Linked DNA regions of Mus musculus: regions 1, 3 and 4 are each linked to region 2. The links are chromatin contacts, called in public HiChIP or PLAC-seq and promoter capture Hi-C maps. All regions are on one chromosome and are shown on one strand. Each heading gives the region's core, a stretch centred on a gene start, on an enhancer-like site or on the middle of the called end of the contact. The rest is flanking DNA. Distances are from core to core; before and after follow the strand shown.

Region 1 (6,286 bases), core at 3,054-5,553, 590 kb after region 2:
ACTGACCCTCAGAAAGTTGTAGCGTGGTTGGTGGGGTGCTTGCCTAACATGCATAAGGCCTGGGTTCAATCACTAGTATTGCACAACCCTGGCATGGTGGCCCATGCCTGTCTTCCCAGTTCTCAGGCTCAGGATGAAGACACACAAGTATCAGGAGTTCAAGGTCATCTTGATTACATAGAGATCGGGCCAGCTTGGGTGTAGTAAAACCTTGCTTCATGAGAAGCCATACATAGTGGTGCAAGGGAAGAACTGCAGCAAGTTGTCCTCTGACCTGGATCTCCACAAGCATGCTGGGCACACACGTACCAAACATAACTTACGTATAAAATGTAAAGAAAAAAAGGGAAAGTTGTCTCAAGCAAGAGCAAGGTGAGTGTAACAGGCTACCCTCTGTCACTACAACTGCCAAAGCTGCTTGGCCTTAGGCAATATACACCAGCCCAAGAAACCCCATCCCTACAACTGCTGCTCGCTGCTATCCAAAGGAAAGTGGAGCAAGTATAGAAGGCAGATCCTACAAAACCACTTCTAGGACAGCCCAGCCCAATGTCCTTAGAGACATTCAGAGTGAGTCCAGACCAGTCAGTCACATTAGCCGTCACCTCTCTGCTTAAGTCCTGAGGGGTTTATGTGCAGGAAGGCCTAAAGAGAGCTCAGTGCCTCCAACCACTAAAGAGAGATCAACGTAGCCCCTCCTCCCCACACCTGGAGGACAAGGCAAGCCTGAAAGCCCCTTGGCATCCTGAACAGTGAGGCTCCAAGGCTTGCAGGGGGTTTTAAACATCTGGTTTCTCAGAAACACTAAAGAAGCAAGAGATCTGGAGGTCAGTGAAGGCTCAAGCACATACAGGAAACAGCCTCCAAGATGTCTGCCCGTCAAGACAACTCAGCCCAGACTAGAGAGCTCAATGACACTTTAGGCCACACAAGGGCAGCCTTGGACCTTGATGCGTGGCTCCTGGCATCCCCTGATGGGCCAACAGGAAACCAATACCTGCCCCTTGGAAGAGAAGGGAAAGAGGCTCCCTCAGTGCCATCATCATCGAGGAGGGGGGGGGGAAATCACCCAGGGAAGGGCCAGTCTCTACCCAACAGCCTCCTCATCCTTGACCCCCTTAGGTCCCAAGACACTTTGGGAATGAGAACTATAGGGGCTACAGTTCACATGCCCAAGAAAAGCTCCACCCACAGCTCTGACAACACAAAACTTACTAGACATGCATGGGGGAGGACAACAGGAAACGACAGAACTAGACAGATAAATCTGTGATTTTTTTTTTTTTTTTTTTTGGTTTTTCGAGACAGGGTTTCTCTGTATAGCCCTGGCTGTCCTGGAACTCACTCTGTAGACCAGGCTGGCCTCGAACTCAGAAATCCGCCTGCCTCTGCCTCCCAAGTGCTGGGATTAAAGGCGTGCGTCACCACTGCCCGGCTGTGAATTTTTAATATATGGTCCATGGTCAACCACTTTGAATATACAAAGTGACTAGCCCAACATTATAAATGCAAGACACTGTTGGAAATAAGAGTTTTCTGGACAGGACCTGTTAATAAAGCCCAAGGGTGTTTAGAAGAGCTGACAATGAGCTAGGTACAGTGGCACACCCTTAATCTCAATACTTAGGAGGCATTGGCAGGAGGATCTCTGTGAGCTCAAAGTCAGCCTGGTCTAAACAATGCTTCCAGGCCAACCAGGCCTACATAGGTTCTCACAAAAGAAAAAGGAAAGAGGAAAATGGGGAGGAGAGGTGAGGAAGAGAGAGAGAGGGAGAAACTGAGAACAAGACCACCTCATCAGCTAGTTCTCATCGGCTGACAGGGATCAGCCATGGTTGATCCGAACCCTCAACATAGGTTCAAAACCAGCAAACTGCCATAGAAAATGCTAGTGGGAACCAGGACATCAGGCCTAAGAGCTGAGAACACTGGGTGGAGAGAAGAGGCCACTCTGTTTACAGCCAGGCACCAGCCAGGGCAATGGGAGCAGTTCTTAAACAAATTACAGTCAGTGGATGGAAAGGGAGACAAGGGCAGAGCTAATGTAGTGTTGTAGAGGAACTGGCTCAAATTATAGTCATTGCTCCAACCAGACACCATTACGTGGACCATGGGCAGGTTAACAGAACAGAGCTGGCACAAAGCTTTGTGGCAGGATATTGTTAGATGGCTTGGCCACTCAAGAGCACATGTTCTGGGATTCTTAGAAGACCAGAACGGGAGCCGGAGACTGGAATGGCCTGATATAGGTATCTTTTCCAAGAAACTTCTTCCTAGAAAGCCCACACGACAGCATGGGAAAGGCCAAGAGAGTGGGCTTCTTGTGTTAGGACAATGTTGTGAAAACATGTCTCCAAGAATAAAAGCTCTACTTAAGACAGAAACCTGCATCCCTCCTATGGCCTCAGACCCGAGGACCTGGTGGAGGACTGCTCTCTTTGTACTAACACCCTGACCCAGAGACCCAGACATGGGAGGACTACAGCAGCTGGGAGGCGAACAATCCCTTTACAGCTTTCTAGCCATTCCTTTGTCCTACCAGGAATTTACACAGACAGCCAAAACCCTGCATTTGTGGGTTTAGACAGTGCTCCCCAAAAGATACATCACTGTTCTTGCCCCTAAAACCTGTGAAAATGACCTTATTTGTCACAAGTATTTATGAATGTAGGTTAAGAGAGTAAATTAAATAAGGTCACCCTGGACTAACCAGAGGACCCTAAACCCAGTGACTTGTGTCTTCGGGCCGTTTGAAGATCAAGGCAGAAGTTGTACTGATGCAGTCACAAGCCAAGAAATACCAGGACAGCCAGAAGCTGAAAGAGATGAGTCCTCTTCCCTAGAATATTCTAGAGTATAGCCACAGGGGTGGGGGTGGGGTCTTTGATCCCAGCATTGTGGAGGCAGAGGCAGAAGGCTCTCTGTGAGTTTGAGACCAGCCTGGTCTACAAAGTGAAGTCCAGGACAGTCAGGGCTACACAGAGAATCTGGGGGCGGTTGGGGGGGGGGGGTGGCACAACCATACTCTGGGCACTTTGGACTTTGCCTTCAGAACTGGGCAAGGATAAACTTCTGTTGTATTAAAGTACCTATGGGGGCGCTTCTAAGGCAGAGATAGTATGTGTTGAGAAAAGGACCAGGTAGACTGAGAAGCCCACAGCTGAGTCCAAGCAAACTCACTTCAGGTCGTATTCACTGGGGTTGAAGTCTTGCCGCCGGCATGTGTCTTCTAGTACCTGTGGGACAAATGATCGGTAAAACCTACCTCAACTGATAGTAGGCGCACTGGCCAGCCCACCAAACATCTCACTCACCAGCTCCAAGCAAACTACATGCAAATCCTGTCTACTCTCTCCCCTCCTACTGGGGACCCATTATTGACTTAATCCTCCAACTATGGCCTAGCCTGTCCACCCCTGGTCCCATGTTCTAGGCTCTGCGAGGCCTCTAGCCACAAATAATAATCTGCCTTACTGAACTTTGTGTCCACGGCCACTCTGTGGCCCGGCAGTCTTTGTGCAACTGCTGCATGACCAGAACCCTCCTCTACATGAGCGCAGCTCCAAATGGAGGTCACTCTGTATGGCCCTGCCACAGATATGAATCGTGTACGCCTTTGTAACCTAACAACAGAGGTTTAATAAGCAGGTGTAATTCATACGAGGTCACAAACAGCAACAATCAAAAGCCGTGAGTGACTTAGCAAAATTCACTTCCGGGAACACAGGCCCTAGGGTCCGGAGGGACGCCCCTGAGCTGAGCAGGAAGGAACGCCACTCTTCCCGGTGACCGAGAAGGCTGGATTCGGACAAGCGCCGAAGATTCTGGGGCTCGCAAGGCTCGACCCTGTTAGTGGGGTCCACCCCACCGTGCTCAGCAAACGCGCCTCCAAGTATCCCGCCCCGCCCCCGGGACCCAGATCTAGAGGATGGGGCGGACAGCCGCGCGAAAGGCGCTCATTGGCTGCCTCAGGCCCCGCCCACCGGGACCCGGTCCCGCCCTACCGCCCTAGGAGCAACCGCAGGGGCGGGCCCTGATGCGGCGACCCCGGGCGGCCCGCGGGTCCACCCATCCGCCCGTTCCCCACCCGGGCCGGCGGCCGCACCTGCAGCAGCACGGTGCTCGGCGTCACCTTCACCGTGTGGCGCCGCCCGTTTGGGGCCAGCACCGACACCGCGGAGCCCCCGCCGCCCGCCGGGGCCGCCATCTTCCGCTCACGTGACCGCAGCCGGCTCGCCTCAAACAACTTTATCCGCAACAGCCCGGACGCACAGCCACGCGGTCTCGGGGGCGGGGCCAACTCGCTTCCGGGCCCGCCCCCGGCGCTCTGGCTCTGCTTTGCTATTAGGCAGCCTGATGGCGTCCCGACGGCGCGGACCAAAGGCACCTCCCTGGAAGGAGCACAGTTCTGTCAGGGACATTGTTTCTTCATCCGGAGGCACGTGTTCCTGGGAACCTCCAAGCTCTGGGGGCTGCCTGCAAGAAAGCTATGCTGCCTGGGGCCAGCCTGGGGCCCACAGCTACCTGTCTGTCACCAAGTACTGGGTATGCGCACACCAGAGTTAGCCTTTGTACCTACTCCGTTAAGTACTGATCCTGCCTCCCTTCTCAAGTGTTCCTGTGATCATCATCGTCACATGGCGACAACCTTTTAGAAAAATATTTTATTGAGACTGATGTGGTAATGCAAGCCTTTAATCCCAGTATGTTGGAGGCAAAAACAGATCCCTGAGTTCAAGACCAGCCTGGTCTACAGAGCAACAGTCTTCCAGGACAACCACGGCTACCCAGAGAAACCCTGTCTTGAAAAAATAACAACAACAATAATAATAAAGTTATATTTTATGTGTTTTTTTTTTATTGTGTGTCTGTGGAAGAGCAGGTACAGGCATGCTATGGTACCTGTGTGCATTGTCAGCGAACTTGCCTGTTCCCTCCTTCCACCTTGTGGGACTGAGGGATTCATTTGAGGTTACCAGGCTTGGTGGCACTTTTACTTGCTGAGCCATCTTGTTGACTTCAGGCCCTCTCTTAGCTTGTCACCATGACTTCAAGGAGAATGCTTTGCCTATGGTCCTTGGGATTGTTGTAAAAATCTCCAAATCTGACTGGAGAAGCTGGTATACAGCATCTGTGTCACACGTGTGTATTGACAAACATGGGGAAAAGAATGGGAAGAGTTTGCGTGTTCTATGCAACCTTAGACCCTCACTGTGCTGCCCACCTTCCCGGGTCCCCTTTGGTTTTCTTCCTTTCTTTTTTACACACTAGCATTTAAAACAAAACCTCACAAACCCTCAAGTCTGTTTTCTTTCAACTGTCCCACTGTTAGAATCCTCTGGCAGAACATTTAGAGAGGTGCAGTGAGAAAAATGGACAGCCATCAAGAGATACAGATTGTTCTGAAAGTGAGCATGTGAAATTTGACCATGGTCAGGCTCAAGTTAAAGTCGGAATCCTCCATAATCAAGGTCCCTCTTTCCTTGGGTAGTAAATTAGTCAGCTATAGGCTAATTCTTTAAGACTACAATGCCATGTTTTTTTTTTTTTCTTCCCACATTTATTATGCAACAGTTTTAACACCAATTGATGAATGAGTTTTTTTTATTTATTTCCTTGACAGTTGTCCGGGCTAGTTTTATGTCAACTTGACACAAGCTAGAGTCATCGGAAAGAAGGAAACCTCAAATGAGAAAATAACTCCACAAGATCTGGCTGTGGGGCATTTTTCTTAATTAGTGATTGATGTGGGAGGGCTCAGCCCATTGTGGGTGGTGCTATCTCTTGGTAGTGGTTCTGGGCAGTGGTGGCCCACGACTTTAATCCCAGCACTCCAGCGGCAGAGGCAGGCAGATTTCTGAGTTTGAGGCCAGCCTGGTCTACAGAGTGAGTTCCAGGACAGCCAGGGCTACACAGAGAAACCCTGTGTCAAAAACCAAAAAATAAAAAAAATAAAAAATAAATAAAAAAGAGAAAAAGAAACATCTCTCTTTAAAAAAAAATCATATATATTAAATTAATGTGAATTCTGGGGTTTTCTTCTTTTTTTCTTTTTTTTTAGATTTATTTATTTATTATATGTAAGTACACTGCAGCTGTCTTCAGACACACCAGAAGAGGGAGTCAGATCTTGTTACGGATGGTTGTGAGCCACCATGTGGTTGCTGGGACATGGATTTGAACTAAGGACCTTTGGAAGAGCAGTCGGGTGCTCTTACCTGCTGAGCCATCTCACCAGCCCTTCTTTTTTCTTTTTTTAGGTTTTCTTTTTTAATATTTTATATGT
Region 2 (6,959 bases), core at 1,393-3,892:
AGCTGGCTCCCAGCACCTATGTCCGATGGCTCGTAACAACCTTTAACTTAGCTACCGAGGGATCCTCTGACGGCTCCTACCTCACGTGTACACGCCAACACAGACACATACTCACAAGTTTTAATCTAAGTTTTTAATTTAATTTGAAATTTAAAAATAACAATAAAAAATAGCTTGTAGGCCAGCAAGACAAATTACTGGTAAGGGCCCATGCTGCCACATCTGATGATCTGAGTCTGACACCCAGGACCCACACAGCGGAAAGAACTGACTCCAGCAAGTTGTCCTCTGGCCTCCATTGTGCTGTAGCAAATGCAAGCAAGGCACAGATATAAACAAAATGAACTTTCTACGTAGAGCAGGCTGTCCTTGAACTCAGAGATCCACCTGCCTCTGCCTCTTAAGTACTGGAATTAAAGGTGTGTACCACTACACCTGGCAATAAATGTCATTTTAAATTTATTCTATTTCATGTGTATGAGTATTTGCCCACACATATGTTTGTGTACTATGTGCATGACTGGTGACCACAGCATTCAAAGAGGGTATCTGATGCCTAGAGCTATAGTTACAAATAGTTTTGAGTGGTAATGCTAAGAACTGACGCTAAGTCCTCTGCAAGAGCAACAAGTGCTATTAACCAGAGACTGTTAATATTTTTAAATAAATAAACAAACAAACAAATAAATGAACTTTGTAGCCAAGCACAGTGGTGCATGCTGGGACACCCTCCCAAAGCTAAGAAATATGGAGTACAGACACATCAAACCTAAGTTAACACAGCTCTTGCTATTATCTCCAAAAACTGAAAGCAATTAAAAAACCTTCAGTCTGTGGCAAAAGCTCTACTAGCACTGATCTAGAGAGGGACCCTGAGGAATACTTAGCATTTCCTGGAAAGCAAAGTTGTTTTTCAAGCACAATAAACAGTAAGTTTATCCAACCACAGAACCAAATTGAAATTGTTTTGTGCTGTGATTGACAGTTCCCTATGAGGCTTCCTTGTAATAATTTTGTAATTATTCTACACAATCTTGTAATAATTCCTTAAAAACCAAACACCCTTTGTTCTGTTTTTTTGTTGTTGTTGTTGTTGTTTTATGAGACGACGTCTCAGCATGCAACCCAAACTATTCTAGAGTTTACTCCACAGTCTAACCTACCCTGGAACTCAAATTTCTACTGTCTCAGCCTCTAGGGTGCTGGGATTACAGGTTGAATACACTCCACCTGGCTAAAAATGCTTTTTAAAGATTACTTGGTTGAAATTAGTATCCAGTTTTCCCAGATTTCTAAGGTTCTGGACAGACAGGCTTCTAATCCTTCATGTTTGGGAGTTTTCAGTTTTTAGGCTACAAAAACACTGGGGAAAGAGAATTGTTAGGCTTAAGACGCTACCTCCAAAATATCTTGCTACTGAAACGTGAATTTAAAAAAAAAAAAAAAAAAAAAAAAAAGGTACCAGGTATCTACCCTTCATTTTAGATAGTTCTCCACCACACACATCTTAGCATCTCCCTTGGGTGCCTCCTCCCTGATGGTTAGGCACAGAGCACCCATAAAACTTCCACCCACCAACGCTGGTGATGATGGCAGGGAGGGCTGAGGGTTGATGGCAGAAATGATGGTCTGTGTTCTGAGAGTCCCATGTCAGACTGGACAAAGGGCCGTGGGTTAGAATACCAGTGCAGGGGACCTGGCAGTAGGAGGGCAGACAGGAGTGGGCCAGCATGTTAAATACTCCGGGTGGAGCGCTGGGGGGCTGTGATCCCAGTGATGGTCGTGGGCATTAAACTAGGGTAGGTCAGAATCAGTCAGGTCTTGGTTATGGGCAGTGAATGGGTCCTGGTGGTGAGTCTAGCCTTCCTTGCTCCCGGATAGCGGATCAGGATCCCTCCCTGATGGGGACCAGGTCTTGTCCAGGGTCTGACCCTGCTCATGGGTAGCTGACGTGGGTCTTCTGCGTCCTGCCTGATGATGGGCAGTGGGTCTGAGTGCGGGTCCCGCCCCTCCCCGGGGGTGGCTGCTGTGGGTCAGGGTCCCTCCCTGCTCTTGGGTAGCCACCGTGGGTCAGGTCCAGGACACTGCCCCCCTCCCGCCACTCACACGCGCGGCAGCTGCAGCGGCGGCGCCCCCCGCCGCTGGAACACCCCGTCCACGAACACGCCGTTCTTGCCGAGACAGCGCAGGTAGAAGTCGCCGCCCGCGTCCGGCCGGGGCTGCGCGGGTTCCGGGGCGGCCGCGCTATGGCCGCCGCCCGGGGGCGTGAAGATCTCCAGGTGGCGCCGCGAGATGAAGCTCGAGTGGCCCATGCTCACATCTACCGAGCCCTGCGATGAGTTGCGGCCGATGGTCACCGACCGCTTCTTCATGAGGTACTCGAACTCGCGGCCTTCGAGCCGCGCCACGGCCCAGCCGCCCGGCGGGGATCCGCCGCCCCCGGCCCCGCCGCCCGCGGGAGGGGCGCCCGCGCCCGAGAGCGCCGCCGCGGCCGCCATCGCCTGCGAGGCCTGGCCGATCCGCGCGGGCGCCCTAGCGGGCCGAGGCCCGGGCGCGGTCGTGGGCCGCGCGAGCCGAGCACGGTCGCGGAGACCGCCGGCCGGCGAGGAGAGCTGCGAGGGCGGGAGCTCGCACGGCCGCGCGCCGGCCCTACGACGGACGGGCACGCCGACCAATGGGCGCGGCGCACGCAGTGGGGCTACCGAGGCCGGCCAATGGGGAGCCGCGCCGCCGAGCGCCCGCACGTCCGGCGTCGTCGCGCGACGCAGGTTGGCCGCGGCGGCGCGGAAAACCCGGGGCGGAGTGAGGAGTTGGCGTGGGGCCGCGCGCGTTCGCGGACTGAGCGGGGGTCCAAGGTCACGACGGGCGCGAGTGCGCCCCGGGAGCCGCTGGCCCCTCTCACACTCCGCCCTAGGTTGCGTAGAGTCAGGCGCGCTGCTCGGGAACCTGCCGCATCGACCCGTATGTCACAGGGATGTGACAGAAATTACCCCAGTATGCATAGAGTTCTGCACTCAGTAATTCATACCAAGGACTGCAAATCTGAGCTTTATTCCAATCTGTGTATGTGTGATAGAGAGATCCCATCTCTCCCATTAAAAAAGAAACCACAACGCGGGCCCGTGGGAGGAGCAGAGCTATGCAGATCGAGCAGGCTGTGAGGGGCTCCAGAAGCCGGTGCCAACATAGAGGTGAAGCTGAGACCCCTAGTTTCTTCCCCAGGAACGAAGGGCAGTGGATGCACCTGCTTTAGCTCTGGTAAGAGAGGCACGTGGTCATAAAGAACGTCACACCAATATGGTGGCCCCTGGGTGCAGGCGATGGGACGCAGTGTTCTCTCACTGATGCACAAAAGGAGTTCATTCAGGTCAGGGAGAGTGGAAAGGTTGAGAGTCTGGACTTAAGCTGCATAGGATAAAGTGGACATTCTAGCCAAGAGCTTCTAAACAGAGGCCCCAGACTAGAGGCATGGGAACATTTTGCGTTCTAATTCATTCTATGTCTAAACTTGCAATACATTTAATGGGAAACAGTCTTTATAACATTTACATATCTTATTTGACATATGTGTCTGTAATTACGGGATAAATTCCTAAGGGTTCAAAATGCTTTGTACTATAAATATGGCAAAGAGCCATTTCATTAAATATTAATTTGAGGCATTGTAGGTGATGTACAGAAAACTATGGAAATGATAACTAGGTGAGTATCTAGACAAACACAGTTCAAGGACAAAGGGTGTCAAGAACAAGAAATGCCCTCCCATTACTGTTGACACCGTTGTGTTGTCCTGCGCACTGCCTAGGGCAGGTTTGAGGCTCTGCCATGTGACTCTAGCATCTATCTATAACATGGCTAGATCTAACTTTTTACACCTAGCTATCCAGGTATGTAAAGTAAGCATACAAATCCAACACTTATGTTGCTTTGTTTGGCTTTTGTGGCTGGTTTTGGTGTTTTCTGTGGGGAGGGAAAGACGATCAGTCATATATAACCCTGGCTGGCCTGGAGCTTACTATATAGGCCAAGATCACCTCGAACTCATAGAGAGCCACCCACCTCTGCCTCCCAAGGGATGGGAGTAGAGGAATGAGCCACCATATCTGGCCAAACCAAACACTTATAAAGATATTTATTTTAAAGCACTTCTTCAATGTACATGTAAACTTAAGCATTTATTACAGATGAGAACGCCGCTGTATTCTAATAGGATATATGTGCTTATCTGTTCCTGTGTATGTATCCCACTGTGGGCCATGCAGCACCAGGGACTGATGTCAGGATGTCCTCTTCAAGGACAGGGTCTTTCAATGAACCTGGAGTTCTCGGTTTTGGCAAGGCCAGCTGCCTAATGAGCCCTCGGGACCCATTTGCCCATACTCCCACATATGCCCCATTCCCGCCCAGCAGAATATTTGATCCTGCAGGATATAGAGCATCTCTGATGTTTTTCAGAGTTGATCCATATGTTTTATTAGTTGGTTTGTTTGAGATAGGGTCTCACGATGTATTCCTGAATGGCCTGGAACTCACCATGTAGACCACCAGGCTGGCCTGGAACTCAAGAGTTACCTTCCTATGCATCAAGTACTTTGATTTAATGTGTACTCCAGCAATTTTTTTTTTTTTTGAGACAGGGTTTCTCTGTGTAGCCCTGGCTGTCCTGGCACTCACTTTGTAGACCAGGCTGGTCTTGAACTCAGAAATCCGCCTGCCTCTGCCTCCCGAGTTCTGGGATTAAAGGCGTGCTGCCACCACGCCTGGCTTCCAGCAAATTTTGATTTTATGATTATCAATAAGAACACTGATTTATATAAACACACAGCTACAAAATAGCAGAAGGGTGTTTATGATCATTTCAATAGTTGGCAAGCCTTTCTCCAAAATAAATGTAAACAAAAATCATGATACCAATTAGAAGGGCTAAAAGTATTAATATGACTGACATTATAAAGAGCTGGCGATGACATGAAGCAGCTGAGACTAGAAAGTGGTGAGGCACTATGAGAGATGGTTTGTCTCCTTTCCTTGCTTTCAAGGCTCCCCTCAAACCCTGAGAGTTCTGAGGAAGACCTTGAGTGCCAGATCCTAACAGCAGATGGTGGGATACAAGGCACTTACCATGCCTGCTCGTGTGGTGCTCAGGGTAGATCCAGGACTTTGTGCGTGATAGGCAAGGAAAATATATCTGACTTCTTGTGAATTTCACAGACGAATAATGTATGTTCCATCTTGAATTTTTAAGAATACTCTAGGTTTTGCCTTTTGTGAGGGAGGGGGGATAGGTTTCTTTGTATAGCCCTGGCTATCCTAGAACTCCCTCTGTAGAACAAGCTGGTCTTGAACTCAGAGATCTGTCTGCCTCTGCCTGCAGTGCTGATATTAAGATTTAAGATCTTTTTATTTGTGTGCCACATGCATATGGGTACTCCAGAGTCCAGAAGAATGTATCATAGCCCCTAAAGCCGCAGTTAAAGGTGCTTAAGTCACCTGATGTGGGTCCTGAGAACAAAGCTTAGGTCCTCTAGAAGAGCAGCAAGCATACTTAACTGCTGAGCAAGCTCTATATCCACCCCACCCCCAAAGTTACTGTCAGGATTTAAAAGGTAACATCACTAGACATGGTGGCTCATGCCTCTAACCCCAGCACTTGGGAGATGATGGAGGCAGGAGAATCAGTTCAAAGCAAGCTTTGGCTAAATGTGACCATAATCTCAAAACAAAACAGAAAGGGAGTTGAAGGGAAAGGGCGTGAAAGAGGGAGACCTGAGTGTGGCTGGATGTGGTGGTCTACAACTGTCTCAAAACCACCCAAGTTTGAAGAAAGGAAGCAGGAAGGCAGGTGGAGGGAAAAGGATTTCTTGTTTTGTTTTTTGAGATACTTTCTCCATCATTTATTTCTTGCTGGTCTGACACTCACTATGTAGACTAGGCCGGCCTCCAAATAAGAGATCCATCTGTCTCTACCTTATGATGCTGTGATCAAAGTTGTATGCTCCCGTATCTGAAAAAGTAAGATTCTGAGACTTTATTCAATCTTCCCTATCAGTGATATGAGGCGAGAGTCACATCTGCTAGGTTGGCTGAGTCAAGTGGATCCCTTGAGCCAGAGTTCAAGGGACCAGGCTGTTTCTGTAAGGGGTTGGGGGTGGGGAAAGAAAGGGAAAGATGGGAAGGAAGAGAAGAGAGAAATCAGAGGGGAGGGTGGGGAAGGGAGAAGGAAAAACAGACCTGGGGACATAGCTTCTTTATCAGCGTGCCAGCTTAGTATATCCCCAAACTCTGCATGCAATTCACCACTGTAAAAACAGGGAGGGTATGGTGGTGAGTCTGTAATCCTAGCACGTGGGAAGTAGACACAGGAGGATCAAGATGGAGATTTAAAGACCAGCACAGGCTACAAAGTGAGCTCAAAACCTGAGTAACTTAGTGAGACCCTGTCTCAGAATAAATAGTGAGAGAAAGGGTTTGTGTGTGCACTGGAGGTATAGCTCAGTTGTAGTTTTGCCTAGTGTATGACATACCCAGGTTCCAGTCCCAGCAGTAGACAGGCACACACACACTTTAAACTACATTCAGGGTCTGGAGAGCTGGCACAGCAGTTAAGAGTTCTTGCTGCTCTTCCAGAAGACCAGAGTTCAGTTCCCAGCACCCACAATGCAACTCACAGGTCCCTGTAACTCCAGTTCCCGGGCACCCAGTGTCCTCTCAGGCCTCTGTGGATACCCATAAACACCTGACTCTTACTCAAATAGACACACATACACATAAATAAAAATCATAATAAATCTTCCATTTCAACTCAATGTTTACAAGCTGAGCCGTGAATCCACAGAAGAGACGGTGCTTCATGAGTAGTGAGATGCGAGGTGTCTTCTCTGACATAAATGACTGCACTCTCTCAAATGGTAAACCAGAGTAAGTTCTTCAGGCAGTTTCCCATCTCTAGATGCAGGAGG
Region 3 (6,429 bases), core at 732-3,231, 630 kb after region 2:
GACTGGTATACAGAAGTGCTGCCTGGCAGCAGAGCTGGTGTGGACCGTGCCCATGCCTGGAGGACGAGAGGCTTTCTGAGTGTTTTGGTACTGGCTGGGCTGCTGTGTAAAGCTGAGAATGGCCCAGTGCCTCAGTCCAGCCTCCTGGGAGGATGAGGAAGAGGAGGCTGCGGCTGGGTATGTGTTAAACAGGAGTAGTAGGTCTTTGCTTCTGAACAGGATAGAGCTATGCTCAAGGCTTTCAGGTTTGCAGCACCTGCTTCTTGAGTCTGGGGAACTTTCCCTGTTGAGCCAGCCCTGCAGCTCCACTCCCTGTCCCTTGCCCTTGATTTCCTGACAGTAAATCCTGTGTCCATTTGTGACTGTTGGCTGTTTCTCTGATCATTGTTAATTCCGTTTTCCTACTGTGAGGGTGTTGTGTTTGACTTTCTGACACAGCGAATGGAGAGCTTGGGCTGAGGCCAGGTCTCCCAAACTTCTCCGCTAAGTAAACCATAATGTGTGACTTCCCTCCTACCTTGACTCTGCCTGACTTCTTCCTTGGACATAGACACTCAGATTTCAAAGAAAGTCCACAGTTTCCTCTGTAGAGTATGGTCCCAGAGAGTCCCCCCTGTGTTGTGTGCAGCTGGGTGTGGTGCCTGCTGTGCAGGGAGCCAGTGGCAACACTGTGTTAACAGGGATCACCACCATCACCCGGCTTCCAGCAGGCTGGTCTCAGCTCATCTTTCAGTTCTATGTGTGCTCTGTTAGCCTTGGTGATCAGGGCCAGGGTTTGCAGCTTTGATAAACTACTTGGAGATGGTGAGGCCACTTCCCTGCTACCTCCCTCTCTGGTGTGGCCACTTGGCTAAAGCTCCCATCCGCAGCTGGGATGTCTGAGCCACAGCCTGCTACACTGTTTCCCCTCTGGGATCTTCTGAGTTACTTTTTTAGGCTGTGGTTTAGTGAAAGGAACCAACACATTAACAATCTCCCCAGAAGCCACTGAATAATTCTTGGCATATTTTCTCAGTGCCATTGGCCGCCTGGTTTGGGAGCAGTTGTGGAACAGAGGACAGATCGGTACCATACAGAGGCATGGGTTCGCTGTAGCTGCTCACAGTTTGCCTGTTCCTGGCGTGTGTCCTAGGTGTGTGCTATACCTGCTGGGCCAGCTACACACATACGTACCCTGCCCCTGGAGCAACGGCATTAATATAGCACGGGTGTCTCTGGAAGTGTGAGGTAGAGTGTTCTAGGAAGTGTTCCTGATAAGATTTCCTTGTTCTCTAGGGCCCCCGTTGGGCTTTTGGCCCCTCCAGCAACTTTATGCCCCAACCCCACTTTTCCTCCCATTCTCTGTCTGCTAGTCTCTGAAGCCTTTAACCAAATGGGAATGGGTACAGAAAGCCTTCTCCTGGCAACTTAGGGCAACAGGACAAGGGCTATTGTGTGTCCAGCTCTGTTGGTCTCCTGGTGCTGAGAGGTGTGTCCAAGCAGAGTTGATCAGCCCCTGCCTGCCCTGCAGGGCTGAAGCCAGGGGGAAGGTTAGTAGAGAGTACCCTAAATGGGGTGAGGGTCCTTCAACATCCAAGTGAGGAGGGGCTGTGGTGTGGCTGCAAGGTGAGACCCTGTCTCCTGCACCTGGGTAGGGCCATAGGGGATCTGGCTGCAAGGTGAGGCCTGGACTTGGAGAGCAATCAGTCTCCTGGCCTCAGCAGGCAGCAGCCTTGGTGCCCACCCGTGCCCTGCGCAGTATTTATTGCTAAATTATTGTCCAGGAGGGGCGGCACTGGGCCTGGCCCCCCGGGTATTTATTGCTGTACATAGTGTATGTTTGTGATATATAAGGTTTTCTTTATTTTGTATATGATCAATAAACGCCTTTTAAAGAGATCTGGTGGTATTTCTTTGAAATCCCGAAGGAGCAAGGGTGGGAAGGGCGAGCCGGAAGAGGTGGAAAGGGCCGGGCCCGCGCATGCGTCTCTGTAGCTGCCGGATGAGGCGGAAGCGGAAGCCGGAAGCGCAGTCAAAGGAGCGATGGCAGCCGGTGGCGGTCTGAGCCGCTCGGAGCGCAAAGCTGCTGAGCGGGTCCGGAGGCTGCGGGAGGAGCAGCAGCGGGAGCGCCTCCGCCAGGTGAGCCACTGCCGTGCCCGCGCTCGCGCCGGCGCGCGCGGTCGCTCACCCGCTGCTCGTCCGTAGGTGTCACGCATCCTGAGGAAGGCGGCTGCAGAGCGCAGCGCGGAGGAGGGCCGGCTCTTGGCCGAGAGCGAGGATCTGGTGACCGAGCTGCAGGGTCGAAGTCGGCGGCGTGAGGGCCTCAAGCGCCGCCAGGAGGAGGCGAGTCGCGGGCAGCGGGTGCTGGGCGGCGGGCTGCGGGAGGCGAGCGGCGGCAATAACCAGCCTGGCTCCTATCAGGTGTGTGATGACCCGGAGGAGCTGCGGAGGAAGGTCCGCGAACTGGCCGGAGCTGTCCGAAGTGCCAGGCACTTGGTTGTCTACACGGGCGCTGGAATCAGCACAGTGAGTGAGGGCCTGCGCGTTGCTTCGGGTGTGAGGCGCCCCCTTCTGGGATGCAAACTCGGGCTGTACAGTGCTGGAGTTCAAAATCTCGCTCACCTTTGAAGTAACTTCAAGGTGTCCTTTCTCAGAGACCCGAAGCAATTCTAGATTTAAGACTTAACTAAGGCAACGTGACAGTGGTGGCACATTCCTTTAGTCCCAGCACTTGGGAGACAGGAGGATCTCTGTAATTTCAAGATCAGCCTGGTCTGCATAGGGACTGCATAGGGAGTTCTAGGTCAGCCAGGGCTAAAGAATAAGTCAATAAATAATAATTAAGCTAAGTCAAAGAGTTACAGAATGCGTAGTTTCTGACTGCCAATCAAACATGGAACAGTAGTAGGGCATAGTAGCCAACTGCCTGCTAATGCCTTCTCCCTTAAAGTGCAGACAAATTGATCGATTTACGTGATGTGGACAAACTGGAGCCCTAGTCTTTCTCCTGAGCCTGTACTCCTTGAAGAAAGATAAATGGAAAACTAGTGTCGAGTCCCAAATCTCCAATCTCAGGACTCAGGAGGTGGGGCCTGGTAGAGGAGGAAGATCAAGATCAAACTCTTGAGAGCAGCCTGGCTCGAAGCTCCATGCAAGACCCTGGCTCGGGGAAAAAAAAAAAAAAAACCAGACAGAGTCCTGGTACAATAGGTACATTTGAGAAATGCTGTCCTCTTGACTCTGAGAGCTCTCCTGGGAAGGCTGAGGGATGACTAGCTTTGAAGTTGAATATTTGACCTCAGGCGAACTCGGCTTCTATTCTGAGAAGCCCTGAGGTGGTCTGGAGAGATGGCTCAGTGGGTAGCGTGCCTGCTATGCAAGCGTGAAGACCCGAGTTTGGACTCTCAGAATCCATGTGAAGAAGCTGAGCAGTACCACACTCTGTAACCCCCAGAACTGGGAAGATAAGCTCAGAAGCCCCCCTGAAGCCCTCTGGCTAGCAGCCTAGCCAGATCCACGAGCTGCAGGTGCATTGAGAGACTAACAACTACAACAACAAAGGTGGGGGAGGCAGTGAGAAGCTCACTGAATACTTAGGCACTTGCTACCAAGCCTGGTGCATGAGTCCGGTCCTCAGAGCTCACACAACAGAAGAGAACTGACCGCCACAAGGTGTCTTCTGACTTCTACTTGTGCATCATGACCCTTGCACGACGTCCCCTTCAACAAATGTGTTAAGAAAAAAAAAATAGTTAAGGTGGACCGTGAGCTTCACACACTGACACGTGTAACGCACACCTCTACACACATGTGCACACATGCAAACACGAATACAAACACATACACAGACAAAAGAGGACCTTTGTTACAAAGGTAGCAGCCAGCAGTCACAAGCACACAGGTGCAAAAACAACTATAGGGCCAGACACAAATGCCAGAACTGGAAAGCCCTAGTGTGGCCTTGCTGCTGTGGTGGCATTGAGTAGGGCTCTGCAGGGAATTGTGGGGACAGTGGCCCAGGAGCAATGTCAGGAGCATTTGCTGCGTCATCTCAGACATCAAGGACAGCAGCATGTGGGGCCCAGCCCTTCATAGCCATCTGATGATCCAGTTATGACTCTACAGCAGTAACTCTGCAAACCTGGTGGCTACTAAAGACCAATTGCAGCTCTTAAACGCGGTCTAAGCACCGTTTGAGGTTCCTCGATGTATTGGAATTACCTGCCAGGGCGGGCACTTCTCTGCTCTTAAGCAACAATGTATACAGGGCTTCCCCAGCCAGGATCCAAAGACTCCTGGCTTCTAGATGGTTTTCTTTTTTGTTATTGTTGTTGTTGGTTGGTTGTTTGTCTCTCGTGGAAAATGACTTAACACTCATCTGTCTGTAGAGGTTTTATGTTAAGTTGGAATAAAAACCTCAGAGCCGCAGGATTTAAGTGTGTGGACAGAGCGCTTCCTCCCGGGGCTATTTGCTAAGCATGACCTGCGCTCTAAAATCTGTTCCTTCAGACACTGATGCGCCTGACCAGTTGTCCCCTTCTGTGTTCAAGACAGATGTGGACACAGCTGCTCACTGTTAGAAAGGATCTTGAAGTAGAGTAGGGTTCTCTGTTTGGTATGTGGAAGGGTGAGCTGGTCCAGGCAGGACAAGAAAGTCACTTGGATGGAGGGAAAGAGCCATACTGGGGTGCATCCCACTTGAGAGTCAGGTCAGCAGTGGATGGGACAGACACTGATTTATAGGCATGTCCTCTGTGGGGAATACTGCAGTACCTGTGGTATCTCTTTTTGTCCGAATGTGCAGGCAGCTTCTATCCCAGATTATCGGGGTCCTAATGGAGTATGGACACTGCTTCAGAAAGGAAGGCCTGTGAGGTGAGCATGTCACAGCTTTCTCCCACGATTAGAGGCGAGCTGCGTCATCTGGCCGCCCTCTCACCTCTGTTTTCTCCAACCGTACAGTGCTGCCGACCTAAGCGAAGCGGAGCCTACCCTCACCCACATGAGCATCACCCGTTTGCATGAGCAAAAGCTGGTAAGAAAGCCGGCCATGGTGGCGCACACCTTCACTCCCAGTGCCTGGGAGGCAGAGGCAGGGGGAGTCTCTGGGTTCATGGACAGCCTGGTCAAGAGTGAGTTCCAGGACAGCCATGGCTGCACAGAGAAATTCTGTCTTGGAAAAACAAAACAAAAGAACAAACAAAAACAAAAAGCTGGAAAGAACCCAGAGCTATACCTCAGTGCCCAGGTGGGAAGCCATCCTGCCTCCTAGTCAGCCCTGTGATAGATAAATAGTCTAGTAGCTCGGACATCTGTGTGCTCCCTGCTCTGCTTTCTCTTCAAGAAGAGTAGCTGTAGCCGGGCGTGGTGGCGCACGCCTTTAATCCCAGCACTCGGGAGGCAGAGGCAGGCGGATTTCTGAGATCGAGGCTAGCCTGGTCTACAAAGTGAGTTCCAGGGCAGCCAAGACTACACAGAGAAACCCTGTCTCGGAAAAAAAAAAAAAAAAGGAAGAATAGCTGTGGTATTCAGGTTCCATTCAGGGCCTTTAGACGACAGCCTAGCTTCAGAGGAGACTCAACAGAAACTTCCAGAGATCCGCTGAGCAAGCGGGGAAGCAGATATGCCTGGGATTTGGGGGAAGGGACATGAAAGATGATGGATGACCCAAGAAGTTATCGATCCAAGGTGTGTGTAGTCCTGCCCACCCTATGTGACCAGTGCCCCAAACTGCTGCTCAGCTTGCAGGACCAGGACAGATGCTTGCCCTCCTAGCTGCTCCCAGTACATTAGAGTTAGTAGAAGAGAAAGAACATGGCGCCTTTCTACCTCAGGGCTTTCCTGAGTTGCCTCCTTGTTTTAGGAACCTTGTCCCTTGTCTCTGGGCTTAGAATAACTCCACTGCCGCAGGGTGCTTCCTCCTGCCACCTTACTTACTGCCACCACGTTCTGTCTTCCAGGTGCAACACGTGGTGTCTCAGAACTGTGATGGGCTCCACCTGCGGAGTGGGTTGCCCCGGACCGCCATCTCAGAGCTCCATGGGAATATGTATATTGAAGTGAGCAGTACCGAGGGGGACCCGGGGCCTGGGTGACAGGCAGATCTCACTCACTGTGCCCTCTCTGTCCCAGGTCTGCACCTCCTGCATCCCTAACAGAGAGTATGTACGAGTGTTTGATGTGACTGAGCGTACTGCCCTTCACCGACACCTGACAGGCCGGACCTGCCACAAGTGCGGGACCCAGCTTCGGGATACCATTGTGCACTTTGGGGAGAGGGGGACATTAGGGCAGCCTCTGAACTGGGAGGCAGCGACCGAGGCTGCTAGCAAAGCAGACACAATCCTGTGTTTAGGGTCCAGCTTGAAGGTATGTGCCGACCATACCATGAACTCGTTGTGGATTGAGCATGTTGCTGGCTTGCCTCCCCAGAGCCATCAGCCGTGAGCG
Region 4 (6,643 bases), core at 2,593-5,092, 620 kb after region 2:
TGGCCTATGCGGCTGAAGTGGCCCTGACTCGGGCTCGGCCAGGTCAGGTAGCCAGCTATATGGCTACAGTGTCTGGGCTCCTTAAGATCGTCCAGGCCTTTGTGGCCTGCATCATCTTTGGAGCACTTGTCCACGAGAGTCGCTACGGGCGCTACGTGGCCACACAGTGGTGTGTGGCTGTCTACAGCCTGTGCTTCATGGCCACAGTGGCTGTGGTGGTCCTAAGCGTGATGGGACACACGGCAGGCCTGGGGTGCCCGTTTGACCGCCTAGTGATAGTGTATACGTTCCTGGCTGTGCTCCTATACCTCAGCGCTGCAGTCATCTGGCCAGTCTTCTGTTTTGACCCCAAGTACGGGGAGCCAGGGCGGCCCGCGGACTGCCTGCGAGGCAGCTGCCCCTGGGACAGCCAATTGGTGGTAGCTATTTTCACCTACGTCAACCTGCTCCTTTACATTGTTGACCTCGCTTATTCCCAGAGGATCCGCTTCGTGCCCACCCTGTAGCCTGGCCAGTGATGGCCCACCCATGTCTTCTCTCTGGCTGAGAGCACCTACAGCTGACCAAGGTGAACTAAGACATAGGGAAGCAAGAGGGGTGTTCGGGGCTCAGACGATTCTGCTCTTGGATATCTAGCACACTGAGGGAGGCAAAGAGGAAGGACCTAGGGGCAGGAGGCCCTGAACAAGGAAGGGGGTGGCTAGTGACTCTCAGTCCCCCTGTCTCCCTGTTTTTCAGTCTCCTGGCCATTATTGGGCTGGGTGCTAGTCACTGTACCAAATGGGGACATTTTGGAACAGGTACTGTTGTAATCCATTGTGCAGATGGGAACATTAAAGCTAATGAACTTCGGAGGTGAGCTGGTCTTGAGATAGCATTTTAGCTGGGGTGATATAAGTTAGAAATCAGGCAACTTCCTGAGGTTGAAATGGGTGGAAAGCGAGCCAAGAACACCAGGGCCAGGCCGTTGGAAGGAAGGTTGGAGCTGGAGCCTCCTTCTTGCCTGATCCCACAGAAGAGTCTCTTTGGGGATGGATGTGATCGCTTGTAGAGAAAGCTGGCAACTAGCATGAGTCTCACCTATGTCTAAGCGCATCCCAGTGGCCACAGCCATTCGAAACCGAGAAAAGACTGTGTTGTGGTTCCAGGTAGCCCCATGTCAAAGGCCAGCACCAGAATCTCCGTGGAAAGATGATGATGTCATGACAGCGATGGAATATCTGTCCAGACACCCAACATAGACCATGACCCAGAAGCCTCTGAGGTATCTACCATGGGTTCTGGCAGGCTGGCTTGGCTGGCAGCATTGACTCACAGTGAAGAGCCTCTCTGGGCAGCCCCTGGTTCATGGAACCTGGTCACTGGGCCTCCATTCAAACATCTAGTTAGCCAGCTGTTCCTGAACACCAGGACTTGCTAGCACCGGTGTTTTTCAGTCTCAAGCCAGCTTCTCCTATGCAAGAGCCCAGACTGGACTAATCCCAGGAAGCCCTTCAACCCATCAACTGAGTGTCCTTCAGGTCTTACAGCAGAAAATAAAAAGTGGATGTCTGGTTTCACCTGGCCTGTTACCTTTCCTGGCTACCCACGGGAGGCTCACCGGAGTCATTTCTGTTCAGGGTATAGGGAAGATTGTACCAGTTAAGCTACCTTCTCACTGCATGCTCTGAGAGAAGGCCTAAACCAAGTCATTGTGAGGGAGGACTTGGCCTTCGGGGGACTTTGAGTTCTGGAAGACAGCTGAGGCTGGGCCTTGTCTGAGCCTTCTGAAAAAGGGGACGGGTTAGGGTGGCTCAGAAGGCCAAATGCAAAGAAAGAAGGTCAGTGTTAGCTTAGTCTCTTCTCTCCTCGAGGCTCCCAAAGCCCCACACTGTGGTCTTCAGGGCCCAGACCATAGGCAGAGGGGCCGCTGCACTCTCTGGGCAGTAGAATTGAGAACATTAAGACCTTAGGCTCTGAGTCTGGCCTTGTGGGGTACTGTGTGGGCTCTTGCAGCTGGCCAGCTGGCCAGGGCACACAGCCAACAAGTGAGTTAGGGCCAGTGTCTTTTACTGGGATGGGCAGACATAGGCAGCGTTTGAGTCTGCAGGTTTTCTGGGTAATGAAAATGTTACACATCAGAAGACCAGGATGTCAGGGACTGTGTCAGCCATCTTCATCCTGCCTAGAGAGGGACCCGACTGCTTCTATTTATTTATTAGTATTATACATGTATGATGTAGGTGTGATGGGGACATCAGAGTGCATATGTACAGGCCAGAAGACCACGCTGTACACTTAGTTTATTTCTTCTACCTTACATGGGTTTGGGACAACCAATTCAGTCAAGTTGTTAGACTTTTGAAGCAAGCTGTCTTCCCCACCACGAAGCCATGACACCCGCCTTCTGTTTTTCCTTTTTCTTTTATTCCGCCTGGAGACAAGGGTTTCACAGTGTAGTTTAAAATGGCCTCCCACTGGGCATCCTCCTGCTTCGACTTCCCCAGAGGTGGGATTACTGATGTATTATACCTCACCGAGTTTTGACTGATTTTTTTGAGGGGTGTCCCTTTTATTCTGTTACCAGCCAAAACTCTGAACTCTAGCATGTTCGCTAAGTCCCCAGCATCCTCACTGTTCAGTAGCTTTCTGCCCTCAGCATCACATCCAACCTAAATTTCAGAGGTGCTAGAGAAGGCAGGGGAAGTGAGAGCTAAGACTCAAGAAGAAAATGGGAGAAGGTTTCTGGGGCTCCCTAGATGACAGAACTGTCTTTCTTTGTTTTAGGAGTGATGTTTATTATCACTTGGAGAAAAGCATACATTTAAAAAATTTAGTTTATTTTAAGTGTTTTGCTTGCATGTACGCATGCTCACCTTTGCATACCTGGTGACTGAGGGGTTCAGAGGCAGTGTTAGATCCCTAGAGAGGAATTCTGGATAGTTAGCTGCCATGTGGGTACTGGGAACAGATTCCAGGGCCTCTGCAAGAATAACATGCTCTTAAGCACTGAGGATTCTCTCTAGTCCTGGGAAGCATCTCAAGTTGGGAGCTGAGTTTGGGAAACTGAACTTCTAGGCTTTGTGCATAGACTTGAGCTGTCAACTTGGCACAGCTCTTCTTCTCCAGCTCTTCTCTTTTTAGAGGTTGAGTATTGAACTAGCCATCCACACAGTGAACACTATCACCACAGAGCAGTCTCCTCGTTTGGGTGGTGGTCATTAGGGCCAAGAAGAAGGGATGGAAATTCCTTCCCCAAATCTTGCAGGCTGGAAACTTCCTAGTGATTTAAAATTTACTTTTCTAAAGCAACTTGTCTTTATCTAAGGAAACAAACAAAACAGAAAAAAAAAAAAATAAGCAAGCCACCTCTAAGGGAGTTGGGGAGTGGGGTGAGGTGGGAAGGTGAGGGGTAGGCACTGGAATCAAATGTACTTTAGCAGAGTGTGAACTCAGACTGCTCTGCAGCTTCAAGACCAGCAGATGGGCCTGAAACTCCTCTAAGAGGTTGCGGATGCCCAGAGTACAATATCTCTAAAACCCTTAGTTGGAGAGCTGAGGTACTGTAGGATGGAGGTGGTTTGGGAAGTTAACGGGCCTGTGGCTGCAGAAGGTACCTAGCTTTCAAAAACAAAAACAACACTTGCAAAAAGACAACAGAGGAGGGACCCGTGGCTTTTGTGAATACTGACTTGTATTCGCAACTACTGCTCACCTCAGGGAGGGAGCAAGGAGGAGCGTCTGTCCCTGCCCTGTGTATGATGCAATGCACAAGGCTCCAGCTGCAGCTCTGGATTGGCTAGCTCTCTCACAGGGCGCACAGCTCATTGGCTGAAATGAAGTGAGGGCGGGGCCGGTGGGCGCGGGTGCCGCGTGGCGAATGCAAGAAGGGCTGGGCTGTCTGTTGTGTGTGTACCCGAATATCCACGCTGTGGGTAGCGGGACTTGGGGCTTCGGGGATGGAACTCCTGGAATGAAGGCTTAGGGGCTGGGGCTTCTGGGAAATAAGCTGGAGACTTGGATGTTGAGGGTTCGCTGGATTCCTGACCCTCCCCTTCAATCAATCTCTTTCCTTTTGGCTCCCTGAGCCCTTTGCAGAAGGCTCAGAACCTTCAGCTGCAGACCAGGCATCCTGGCTCTGGGCGGCGGGTGGTAGTGGTACGGGGTGTCGGGGTACCTGGGACAACTTCCCAACCCGGCCAGCCGAGGAGCAACATAGAAATTAAGCAGGCTGGGGTGGGGGTTGGGGAGCACCTGGCTGCTAGGAACGGCCAGACTTGGTATTACCCACCCGACGTCTCTCTTTCCGTCCTGTCGGTACAGTTCTCTGCTGCCCTACAGAGCCGGCGTCAGCTGTGAAAGTTGTGGGTCGTGGACCTCCAGACATGAGCGTAGGCTTCATCGGGGCAGGGCAGCTAGCCTTTGCTCTAGCCAAGGGCTTCACAGCTGCAGGTAGTAAATTCTGCTGCTGCCAGGGAGGGTGCTAGCGTGGAGTGTCTGTGTTAGTGGCCTCAGTCCTTTGGGAAATGACAGCTGCCATATGTTTGGGGTTGCTTCCCTAAAGGAGGTGAAGGATGCTTCAGCTGTCTCCCTCATAGGAGCTGAGAGGCTAGAACTAGCTTTGAGGGAGGAATTCTGTCCCCTACAGGTGTTCTGGCTGCACACAAGATAATGGCCAGCTCCCCAGACATGGACCAAGCTACGGTCTCGGCCCTCCGGGTAGGTGCCAGGTGAAAGCAGATTGAAAGCCTGAAGCTCTTTAGAGTTGGGTCTAGGGTTAGTTTTGCTGCACACCTGACTCCAGTAGGAGACACAAATCTGCCATTGGGAACCCGCAGGTACTGCTCCCCTGCCCTGTCGTGAATACAGCTGGTAGGAGAGAGTGCTAGTCTGGAATGGGGTTACCTAGATGGGGGTTATGGAGGCCTCCGGAAGGCCAGGCAGCATGGAGATCAAACAGTTGGCTAGGGTGATGATGATGGATGACACAGTTTCTGTTTGGTATGGCTCAGCCAGGATTTTCAGGCTAAGGATTGGGGGATGGGGGGCCAGGCTCCCAGCTTGAGACCACCACCCACATCTGGAAGGCAGGCAGCTGCAGAGACTGCTGCCCGAGGTGGGCTGGGCTGGGCTGGGCTGTGGTTTAGAAGTCTGTGATGTCCCTTTTCTACTTCAAAGGGGACCTATTCCAGGGCATAGTGCCTTTCCCATCTCACCCAGCAGCCTCTGGGCCTCACTACACACAGGGCTCTCAGCTTTGTGGGCAGATAGATGGCCCATGAGGCAAGCTGGGTCTCCTTGCACCCCTCCCTGCAGAAGATAGGGGTGAACCTGACACCCCACAACAAAGAGACTGTGCGCCACAGTGATGTGCTCTTCCTGGCTGTGAAGCCACACATCATCCCCTTCATCCTGGATGAAATTGGGGCGAACATTGAGGACAGGCACATTGTGGTGTCTTGTGCGGCAGGGGTCACCATCAACTCCATCGAAAAGGTGGGTGCCACGGGCCAGATAAATAGCGCTGCAGAGGGGGTGTGCAGCATGTGGTCAGGATCTCTGCTCTTGGTGTCCGGCTTCTGTACCTGTGCACAGGGTGTAGCAGCCCAGCCTGCAGCAAGAACTCAGGAAGTGCTCCATAGGGGAAGCACATCCATGCTCACTTCCATACCTGGGATGAGGACAAACGGCTACCACCCACCACAGGAATGATAGAGCTGGTTTCTCTTCCTCTTCCAGAAGCTGACAGCGTTCCAACCTGCCCCCAAAGTCATCCGATGTATGACTAACACCCCGGTCGTGGTACGGGAGGGGGTCACTGTGTATGCCACAGGTACTCACGCTCAGGTGGAAGATGGCAGGCTTGTGGAGCAGCTCATGGGCAGCGTGGGCTTCTGCACAGAGGTGGAGGAAGATCTGATCGATGCTGTCACAGGGCTCAGTGGCAGCGGCCCTGCCTATGTGAGCACTGGAGCGATGGGTGGTCGGGGCTGTGGGCAGTTCCCAGGGGCTCTGTGTGCCTCTGTCTCTGCTGCACCCTGCTCTGGGTCCCAGAGAGGAGGCTGAGGATGCAATCTCCCTGCACGCAGGCTTTCACAGCCCTGGATGCTCTGGCTGACGGTGGTGTGAAAATGGGGCTTCCCAGACGCCTGGCAGTCCGCCTCGGGGCCCAGGCCCTCCTGGTCAGTGCTTTGAGATGCTGGTGGGAGCTGTTCCTAGCTAAACCCAAACTGGGGACACCTGAGAGGGGAGTCAGTAAGTGGTAGGTTCCTTACTGCCACCAGCCGGCCCGTTTCTTGTCACAGGGGGCAGCCAAGATGCTACTAGACTCAGAACAGCATCCCAGCCAGCTCAAGGATAATGTCTGCTCTCCGGGTGGGGCCACCATCCATGCCTTGCATGTGCTGGAGAGCGGGGGCTTTCGCTCCTTGCTTATCAACGCTGTGGAAGCCTCCTGCATCCGTACACGGTAGGTTCTCTTGCCACCCACCTCTCAGAGTGAGGCTCCGGTACGCCAGAGTCGTGGCTTCAAAGGCTTCATGGCAGTGAATCACTTAGCAGGTACCACTGAGCCCTGTCTTGGCCCTGGGCAGGACTGTGGACGGTTCAACGTTTCTGGGTCACAGTATGCAGTATCTCTAGCTCTTTTTCATTGTCCTGTGAG

What was found. Promoter capture Hi-C pulls out the DNA fragments that hold promoters and counts their contacts. HiChIP or PLAC-seq counts read pairs in DNA pulled down with a chosen protein or histone mark.
Region 1: a contact with region 2 is called in an HNF4G HiChIP or PLAC-seq map of pancreatic cancer cells. The contact joins the promoter of Aspscr1 here to the promoter of Foxk2 in region 2. A contact is called at or near these places in 1 of 484 Hi-C or Micro-C datasets (embryonic stem cells) and 1 of 115 datasets of contacts at active chromatin or transcription factors (pancreatic cancer cells).
Region 3: a contact with region 2 is called in a promoter capture Hi-C map of erythroid cells, with 7 times the contacts expected there. The contact joins the promoter of Sirt7 here to the promoter of Foxk2 in region 2. A contact is called at or near these places in 1 of 39 promoter capture datasets (erythroid cells) and 1 of 115 datasets of contacts at active chromatin or transcription factors (the SCID.adh cell line).
Region 4: a contact with region 2 is called in a promoter capture Hi-C map of pre-B cells, with 2.1 times the contacts expected there. The contact joins the promoter of Pycr1 here to the promoter of Foxk2 in region 2. A contact is called at or near these places in 2 of 39 promoter capture datasets (liver and pre-B cells) and 1 of 115 datasets of contacts at active chromatin or transcription factors (the SCID.adh cell line).

Annotation. Positions count from the first base shown.
Region 1 is chr11:120,670,990-120,677,275 of GRCm38.p6, reverse strand. It overlaps Aspscr1 (alveolar soft part sarcoma chromosome region, candidate 1 (human)), which reads right to left and starts at 4,303. Exons shown (of 16, transcript NM_026877.2): 1 at 4,106-4,303; 2 at 3,181-3,236. The coding sequence starts at 4,207.
Region 2 is chr11:121,255,670-121,262,628 of GRCm38.p6, reverse strand. It overlaps Foxk2 (forkhead box K2), which reads right to left and starts at 2,642. Exons shown (of 9, transcript NM_001080932.3): 1 at 2,107-2,642. The coding sequence starts at 2,498. Narf (nuclear prelamin A recognition factor) reads right to left here. Exons shown (of 11, transcript NM_026272.3): 11 at 6,773-6,959.
Region 3 is chr11:120,620,566-120,626,994 of GRCm38.p6, reverse strand. Sirt7 (sirtuin 7) reads left to right here and starts at 1,981. Exons shown (of 10, transcript NM_153056.3): 1 at 1,981-2,118; 2 at 2,185-2,322; 3 at 2,401-2,505; 4 at 4,784-4,854; 5 at 4,942-5,014; 6 at 5,940-6,038; 7 at 6,112-6,348. The coding sequence starts at 2,023. Mir6936 (microRNA 6936) reads left to right here and starts at 2,119; the gene lies at 2,119-2,172. It also overlaps a transcript of Mafg not described here.
Region 4 is chr11:120,640,947-120,647,589 of GRCm38.p6, reverse strand. It overlaps Pycr1 (pyrroline-5-carboxylate reductase 1), which reads left to right and starts at 3,842. Exons shown (of 8, transcript NM_001348222.2): 1 at 3,842-3,910; 2 at 4,303-4,431; 3 at 4,628-4,698; 4 at 5,296-5,475; 5 at 5,719-5,940; 6 at 6,069-6,161; 7 at 6,285-6,448. The coding sequence starts at 4,365. It overlaps Myadml2 (myeloid-associated differentiation marker-like 2), which reads left to right. Exons shown (of 1, transcript NM_026751.1): 1 at 1-1,559. The coding sequence ends at 506.